Regions from separate parts of the Rattus norvegicus genome. Here region 1 is linked to region 2. A link is a contact called in public Hi-C data. All regions are on one chromosome and are shown on one strand. Each heading gives the region's core, a stretch centred on a gene start, on an enhancer-like site or on the middle of the called end of the contact. The rest is flanking DNA. Distances are from core to core; before and after follow the strand shown.

The links. Hi-C and Micro-C count contacts between places; a contact is called where the count stands out from the background.
Region 1: a Hi-C map of hepatocytes shows a contact between it and region 2, with 3 times the contacts expected there. The contact joins the promoter of Tdg here to the promoter of Txnrd1 in region 2. A contact is called at or near these places in 2 of 12 Hi-C or Micro-C datasets (hepatocytes and mammary epithelial cells).

What each region holds. Positions count from the first base shown.
Region 1 is chr7:22,982,619-22,987,142 of GRCr8, reverse strand. It overlaps Tdg (thymine-DNA glycosylase), which reads left to right and starts at 2,043. Exons shown (of 10, transcript NM_001388503.1): 1 at 2,043-2,242. The coding sequence starts at 2,220.
Region 2 is chr7:22,753,238-22,757,517 of GRCr8, reverse strand. It overlaps Txnrd1 (thioredoxin reductase 1), which reads left to right and starts at 1,614. Exons shown (of 15, transcript NM_031614.3): 1 at 1,614-1,722; 2 at 2,847-2,954. LOC108351425 (a long non-coding RNA gene) reads right to left here and starts at 1,501. Exons shown (of 4, transcript XR_005486809.2): 1 at 1,364-1,501.

The DNA.
Region 1 (4,524 bases), core at 794-3,293, 230 kb before region 2:
GCCCAACCAGGCAGTCCCCCTCCAATTGTTCAGGGGACTCACATGAAGACCAAGCCTCAATCTGCTGCAAATGTGTACAGGGCCCAGGTCCAGCTCCTGACTGCTCTTTGGTTGGTGGTTCAGTCTCTGTGAGCCACCATGGGTCCAGGTTAGTTGACTCCGTAGGTCTTTTCATAGTGTCCTTGGCTACTCTGGCTTGCTCATTTCTTTTTTTTTTTTTTTTTTTTTCTTTTTTTCGGAGCTGGGGACCGAACCCAGGGCCTTGCGCTTGCTAGGCAAGCGCTCTACCACTGAGCTAAATCCCTAATCCCTGGCTTGCTCATTTCTATCCCTCACTTTCCCACAGGACTCCCAAACACTGCTGAGCCATCTCTCCAAACCCCTAAAAGTGCTTTTTATTGTTATGCAAAAGGCACTTTTAGCAAGTCAACTTCTACACACCAAAACTTCTTATAGGATCTAGGGGCTGTGAAGGAACCATTACCTAAGATTCACAGACACAGGAAACTTCCTGGTTTGCCAGGTACGTCTCAAGACCACGTAATGCACAGCCTGAGAACCCTTCAAAGGAACAACCCATCAAATCTCAGATAACAACCACTGACCCTTTACAAAAGGCTATCTCAAAGCCTAGGTGCCATGATGCTGGAATTCATGAAGATGGCCAGACACTCTCAGACAACTCTTCTGGCCGAACACCCAGGACAGACATTATGAAGAAATAAAACAAAAGCTCTTAGAACCTCTGAAAGCCAAGGATGGTGGCACTTGCTTTGTAACCCCAGTCAGTACTTGGGAATGAAGCAGGAGACTGGCCTGAGGTTGAGGCCAGCCTGGATTCCAGGTGCAAAGTTCTAAGCCAGTCAGGGGTACACAGTATAATTATCTCAACAACCAAAAGAGCCTCTGGGAAGTCGAAGTGAGATGGGTGTGTAAGACTCTGAAGCAGAGACCCATCTCGCATCTAGCATCATGGACTTTAAAGGTTGGTGTTTGTCCATCTCCAAAGCAGAGAACAGTTTATGTAAATCTTCATAGTCTACAAAGAGCCTCCTTTTATAGATTAGTGAACTGAGGCCCAAGCGGTAATGGCCTCCAATCTTAGGTTTTCCAATTAAGCATCACAGGAACCGACGAGAAAGGCAATTTTCTTCTTCTTTTTTTTTTTTTTTTTTTTTTTTCCCGGAGCTGGGGACCGAACCCAGGGCCTTGCGCTTGCTAGGCAAGTGCTCTACCACTGAGCTAAATCCCCAACCCCAAGGCAATTTTTTGTTGCTTTGTTTAAGGCACAGTTTTTATTATCACTTGAGTTTTTCGCCACAGTTTCTCTGTGTAGTCTTGGTTGTCCTGGAACTCGCTCTACAAACAAGCCAACCTCACTTAGTTCTGCCTGCCTCTGTCTCCCAAATGCTGGGATGCCCAACCAAGACAAGTTTTGTTTACTTTAATCTTAATTAATCTTACTTCTCAATCATGGCCCGCCCTTCCCTCCCCCCTCCAAGTCCCATCCTCACAAATCCTGCCCCCTTGGGTACTACCCTTGGCTTAAGTTTCAGCAGGTCTAGGCACATCGTTTCCGACCTACTTAATCCCCCTCCTCCAGTCCGCGCTGGATCCACTGGTAAGGAACAGAGAGACCTAGACAGCCCTGTTTCTCTTGTTAGACTCACACGAACACCAAGCTGCACATTTGTTACAAATGTGTAGAGTCCAGGTCCAGCTCGTGCAGGCTCCCTGATTGGTAGCCCAGGCTCTGAGAGCCCCAAGACCAGTAGCTTTTAATCCACCCAAAACGTAGGGTGAAAAGACATGAATTTGCTACCAAGCATAACCGTCCACCTACACATCCCAAAGGCGGTCACCCTTAACCCAGACCCACAAGGAAATTTAGAGCCCACAAAAGCTGACGTCAGCCGTGCGCTCCCCATCCTCTTCGAAACCCACGTTTCCCGAAAGGCTAAGCGGCGGTCGGGGTGCCCCAAAAAGGAGACGCCATTGGCTTGGCCAGTGTCATGTGACAGCGAGGCCACCGGCCTCCGGAGGGAGGGGGACGGAAGTGCACTGTGGACTCGCCGCGGTGATGTAGCAGCGTGGGAGGGGCCGAGGCCAGCGCCATCCGTCCACCGGCCGCCCGGATCCTGTGGTGAGTCCGCAGGCCGATCGGCAGAGCGGGCGCCCGCGGGCTGGGCAGGAGTAGCCGCACTCTCAGCGGCGCCGCCATGGACGCGGAGGCCGCGCGCAGGTAACGCGGGCTCTCGCGGCTGGGGTCGGCCAGGGCCGCGGCCGGCACAAAGGCCGGCCTGCGCGTGCGCGGTGGAGACCTCACCGCTCCCCTTTCCCCCCGCGATCCGCGCAGGTCCTCAGCCTCGGGTACCCGCGAGCTTTAAAAGGTGGTGTGTGCGCGGCCGCAGCCTCCGCCCGCAGTTCTTCATTCTCCATCACGGTGGGCTCTAGAGGCCGAGCGGGTGCCCTGTGAATGTGCTTGCAGCGGCGTCCTCTGCATCCTCGCAGGGTAGATGCTATTGCTGTCGAGTGTGTATAACACGCCAAGAAGGCAATTTAGAGATTGTACCTTCGTCTTTAATTTGGAGTCGGTCTTTAAAACTGTCCCTTAGGGTGCGGGGGGGATATCAGAGCAGACCTGCCAAAGTATAGGTTTGGAGATGTAGACTCGTCACAGAAAACTAAATAAGAAAAACAAGACGGCAAGGTCTTCGCAGGTAAACGGAATACTGATTTAGGTAATAGGCCTGGCGAAGAATTAGCTCGCCTGTTGAGTGGCGAATGGACATTGAATTTAGGCAAGTGATTCTGTCTTCACATCCCCCTTCCCTCCCTCCCCTATTCGACGGCTGTATTATTATACATCTTTTCGTAGATTGACGGGGGTTAATGGCCGTCCATGGGGGTGAAGTGAAAGCCAGGTTTACCACTTACAGATTCAAGGGCACACTGCACAAGGGTCTCTACTCACAGGACAGGTAATCTACCTCCAGCTCTGTTCAACAGTTTACCAACTGCAGGGAGCCAGTGAGAGTGGCGAATGCCCCGGCCCAGCTTTCAGAAGGGTTTGTAGAACTGATAGATTGAATCGGAGTCTACATAAATAAATGCTGAGTGGATTAATGAAGCATGAACAAAAAGAGGCACGGTCTCACATGTAGGTGCAGGGGCGGGGGTGGGGGGGGACGACCAAGACTGAGTAAGGCATATGAGCAGTGTTCATATAAGTTTGTTTCCAGAAAGAAACTGTTGGAGTTCATGTTGATGCTGTACCTGGAGTACTTGGTGTGCGTGCGTGCGTGCGTGCGTGCGTGCGTGCGTGCGTGCGTGCGTGCGTGCGTGCGTGCGTGCGTGCGTGCGTGCGTGCGTGTGTGTGTGTGTGTGTGTGTGTGTGGTTTCTCTTTGACTCTCTCCCCCAAGACCAAATAAGCTTAATTTTGTGTGTGTGGGGGGAGGGGGTCTTGATGTCATACTGTTAAAATGAATCTAGATAATTATTATTTGGGAGGGTGTGGTTGGTGGATTGAGCCCCAGGCCTCCAGTGTGCTAAGCAAGCACCTTACCACTGAGTCACATCCCCAGCCATCTTCTTACTCTGTATTTTGAAAGGGGTTGCCTTGGCTACCCTTGGATTCACTCTGTAGCTCAAGTGGACCTTAAATTCATGCCTCAGTCTCCCAGATGACTGAGATTAACGGGCCTTTCCCACCAGGCCTGGCATGAACTGGATATTCAGATTAGTCCTAAAGTCTTTGTGCACTCTGCGTGCAGGAGCTAACGCACTGGTAAGTGTGCATTCTCCGTGTGGCACCCCTTGCAGCAGATGTGTTTGTGGTGTTCCTTCACGGTCCACATTACTAGCTTCCTGGAGCTCTGTGTGTTGTAGTAAATACTATTTGGGGGTTTCCTAACCCACCATAGATCATTTAATTCCCAAATATAAGACACCATACCTTCAGATGTTATAATAAGCTTAAAACCACTAGAACTGGTCAGATATCAAGCCTCTATGCTATTTTGTCTGGTTCCCTGACAATAACCGAGATATGACTTGCCATGTTTTGTTCAAGCTGTTCCTGCTGCATCAGACCAGCCCTCATGGCCATGTGCCCCTGTCACTCCATCGGGACTTCCTTCTTCTCTCTCTGCTGGTCCCTCCTGAGACCCAAGCCCAGGAACCTTCGCTCAGTCCCCTCTTCTGAGACCAGGCTGTAGGCATCTTTATTAACCAATCAGGGTTAGCAGGGTAGGGGTAGGGGGCAAGGTTTACATAACAAAGCTGGTATATGTGACGATCTTCTTATCCCTGAGAAACTCCTTCAGGAGGGCATCCAGATATTGGGCACCAGTATTTGGCATTTGAATACTGTCTTACGGTTCCTATTCCTGCCTGCATAAAACATGGCCAAGAAGCAAGCTGAGGAGGAAAGGGTTTATTCAGCTTACACTTCCACATTGCTGTTCATGACCAAAGGAAGTCAGGACTGGAACTCACACAGGGCAGGAACTTGGAGGTAGGAG
Region 2 (4,280 bases), core at 365-2,864:
AATGAGCATTGACGGACTACTACGTTGGTTTTCAGGGAAGGAAGATAACATGCTCAGTCAAATCGATCTAAGGTGTTTGATTAGAGCGTGAGCAGACCTTGAGCTATGGGGAAAGGGGAGGAGGAGCCTCTTCCCGTAACCAGTAACTAACTGGACCAGAATACGGCTCTCTGGATCTCCTCACAAGGGGGAAGCTGTTTCAGCCGCCAGCGCGTGCTACAGTCTACTTATCTTAGGAGCAGTGGGGGGTTGAAGCGGCTTACGTGGTCGTTTCTAATATGCTCAACCATGATCCCTCTGACCAGTCCCAGTAAGATATTTTCAGGGTCAAGCTATTGGAATCCTATAATCCTGGCATTAGTATGTTATTATAACCGTGATATATCCCATCATATTCTAGAAATAAGTTGCACTGTCTATATTTTTAATAATGAGGTACCCAGGACCTTCTTTTTACGGACTGTCCCTACACCTGAGATAAGGCAAACAGTGCTTAATGCAGACCTTGGCTGGGGAGCCAGGGGCAATCAAATTCTCTGTCTCTTGGCCTGAACACTTATTTTGGAGCCAGTCCCGACACTTGAGAGTCAGGGGCTGCCCTGGTTCAAGCACTGCTTGTACACACACAAGAAGTGAGCTGTGGGCAGTGTGGGAGAGGCGTCCGGTCAGCCTGTGCAGTTGTCTGTACATTTATGCAAGCCTTTTACTCTCACCTCAGAAAAGCCTAGAAGGAATGTGGGGAGGGCCACCCAGTTCTCAGCAGGTGTGGCTTCAGGCTGTTAGGAGCCAGCAACCTTCTCACCTATTTTGTTTTTCACCCAGCCATTAACCAAAGTAGTGGGTCAGACCGACCATTCATCCATTCATTCATTCATCCATCCATTCACTCGGGTGCCAAGCAGTCTTAGTAACCTAGGGGCAGGGAGGCATGAGAGGACAAGGCTGCCTCTGGTAGGTGCTGGTGGTGCTGTGCCAAGTGCTAAATATACAGCTTTCTTTAAGGTAAACAAGACAACCCCATGCCCGACTGGGACGAAGAGGAAGTATTGTAAGGAGAATTACTCATTTCTTTTCAGGGTTACTCAGGATGAAGTAGGCATAGTTTTAAAAAGCCAGGGAACTTCCTTAAGAGAATCACCAGACTTGACTAATCCTCAGGGTAGTGGGGTCACTATGCAGTCAATTAGATTAACTTTTGCATTTTCTTAAAAAAAAAAAAAACTACTGGGCAGGGTCACAGCCAGTACCAGGGACATCAGAACGTCTGTACAGATGCCGGGCGTCAATACGTTTAAAGTTCCTCTTGTGACTAACGCAAGCTTTGTAGATAGCAGCGCCTTAGGGCTGAGGCCAGTTTACTCACTCCACACACTCTTACTGGGTTCTGGTTCCCAACATTCTTTGAATAGCAGCGGCGGCCTTTGGGTCGGGGGGCGGTTCCGGGCAGCGAGGATGTTTCACGGTCCAATTAGGAGCTCTCACTTTGCGGGGAGGACAGGCACAGGTTGCCGGGGCTGCGCGAGGACTGGATTTTTGCTTTGTCATTCTGACACGGGCAGTTCGCCCGCCTACTAAGAGCAGGGCGTGGCTTCCCGGAGCCACTAGGAACCAGCCTCTCTTTATCCTCAGTGTGCTTCCGTCAGGCCTCGCATCCACGCGGGAGGTGCGGGACGCCGACGCGGCGGGGCGAGAAGAGCCGGTGTTTTCATCCTCCTTGCTCATGTAAGCTCTACGCCAGCTCCTGGGAACCAGGGATGCCCGGGACAGTCGCTGGCTGACCTGGGAGCATCGCTCCGGGGTGGTGATTTGGAAATATCCGGGAGGGGACCATTTACTGTGTGACTGAGAGGACTGGGAACAAGCTAGGGTAAGCTCTTAGAAAAGGTGCAGAGGACAACCGAGTCACAAGCTTCAGTATATGGGGACTTGAGTCCGGCCCTTGTCTGCTGGTGCCTGGCAAGCTACCAGAGAAAAATGGGTATCCCTTGTAGAGCAATGATCTTGAGTTCTATGCGACACGTTGAGGAATATGTATATAGGTCTGTGATTGCATTAAGAAGTTTCATGCCTTTACAAATGTTTTCATACCATAAGCCCCATGAAACTCCTTGGAATTGCCATTCGCATGTTTTCAAAGTGGCTTGCCCTTCTTGACCCAGGTAGTTCCCTAACTGTAGGAGGCGGTGCAGGCTGGTGGTTAAGAACAGAGACAATCAATCCTGCCTGGATTTGAGTCCCGCCTCCGATGTTGACAGGCAGCTCGAACTTGTCCAAGTTGGTTGACAATTTGTAACTCGGTTTCCCAACCTGTGAAATGGACGTGGTAACACATCTAAAAGTACAGTTGTGAAGACTAAATGTTTATATGTACATATATACATATAAATATTTATATCTTTATTGGTACTAGCACTGAATAACTGCATTTACGTGCTGGTGTCAGATATATATATATCTGAATCTGTGAGCTCCATCTTTAATAGCCTCATACTTTTCCGAGTTCACTCCTTTGTGAAATAGGACCATCCTCCCCTGATGTCATCCAGAGTGTGGATGGATACTGTCTTAGTGGGCCTTCGTTTTGCCCGCGGTTTCAGATTCCAGGAAGCCCTGGGTGTTGAATTCTCTCGGCAATGCGATCAAAAGCCAGACCACTCTGTGTTAGCGAGACTGGGACCCTTTAGTCGCCCTGAAGAGCTTTTCTGAGTTCAGGAGGTCCTGGAGTCTTCTTGCTGGCTCGGCTGCTTGCGGGTCGGAGTCCACTGGCGGGAGTGACCGGAGGGCGTGTGGCGTCCCGGAAGCCCCGCCCGGAGGAAGGCTCACTGCCGCTCTGCTTTGTGCCACAGAGGGCGGCGGGGCCTTGCAGCGGCGCGGGCAAACGGAGAGGCCGCGGGAGGCGGCGAGCCGGCAGAAGGCGAGGGAGAGCGGAGGGCGGCCATGGTCCAGCCCTGAAGGTAGGAACCGCGCACGATCCCGGATTCCCGATCCCCGGCGCCCCGGCGTCCGGCCACTGCAGGCTGGCGACCCACGTGCTCTGATCCCTGAACCGGGAGGAGCCAAGCCATTTCTTCTTTTTAAAACGACCAACTGTTCAAAGTACCCTTTGCTTGGGTTTCTCCTCTTACAGTTTTCATCCGCAGGGTGAGTAGCATGGGGAAGTCTTGAGAAAAAGGGCATTAGGAAATGTTTACCCCTTCCTCATTAGGCCCGCCCCATCACCTTCCTCTTAATTCTCTGGGGCATGAGGTACCGAGAAACAGGCTCCGGGAAACAACCAGGAATCCCCTGGGTTGAATTTGTTTCCCGTCAAGCATTTCTTTCTCTAGCTCAGAGCTGAGTGGATGTAAAGATCTACCCTTCCATGTCAAGTGTGCTGGACGTATTTTTTGGTCTCTCCACTTGGATGGGGCGGGGGGTAACAGCCTGCAGAATTGCAAAAATGCAGGATGAGACACCAGACGTTTGTATTGAAGTTGGAGAACATTGTGAAGTCTGTTCTTAATTTCCCCTGTGTGGATCGTGGGGATCAAACCTCAGTCTCCACACTTGGCAGCAAGTGCCTTTCCTCAGAGCCATCTCGCTAGCCCCTCTGTGATTTTCAAAAGTAAAATAGACCGGAACATTGGCTTTCTCAGTAAACCTGAGGCCTGCTAGGCATAAAAACATTGAGATGTATGAGCCATTAAGAAGGATATCAACAATTACTTTGTATTTTTATTTAGTCTTCTAAAAGAAACATTTTTGAAGCCTGAATGTAGGGAATGGAAATAGCAAATGGATGGAAACTAATTATGGGAGCTAAAGGCTTTCCCTTTAGTTAAAGGACTTGCCCACGTAGACCTTCAGATTGCAAGTTAAACAGCACACCTAGCAATGGTCGCCTGGGGGCGGGGCTCCCGCTGGGGTTGTGAATGTATATGGAGAAGTTGTAATCATTTGTTTCTACATAGGCCTATCTCAATCGTGATTTTTAACATCAGTGGGAGTAAAAATGCCTTTATAAGCTTTGGGTTGGACTGTATTGTCGCGTTTCTCTGACCATTTCAGTTTCAGTTTGGGCATTTGGTGAGGTACAGAGCCATGAGTGAGGTTGTAACATGTGCTTCCCGTTCGCTCCATATATCGAGCTTAAGTGAACCAGCTGTACTGTCTCCTCCTTTCTCCTGGCGTTAATGAACACTAAAAACAAAAACAAAACAAAACAAAACCGAAAAAAAAAAAAAAACGGAATGGACAGGACAGTAAGACTACGGACTGGCTTGAGACTCTTGAACCATTTG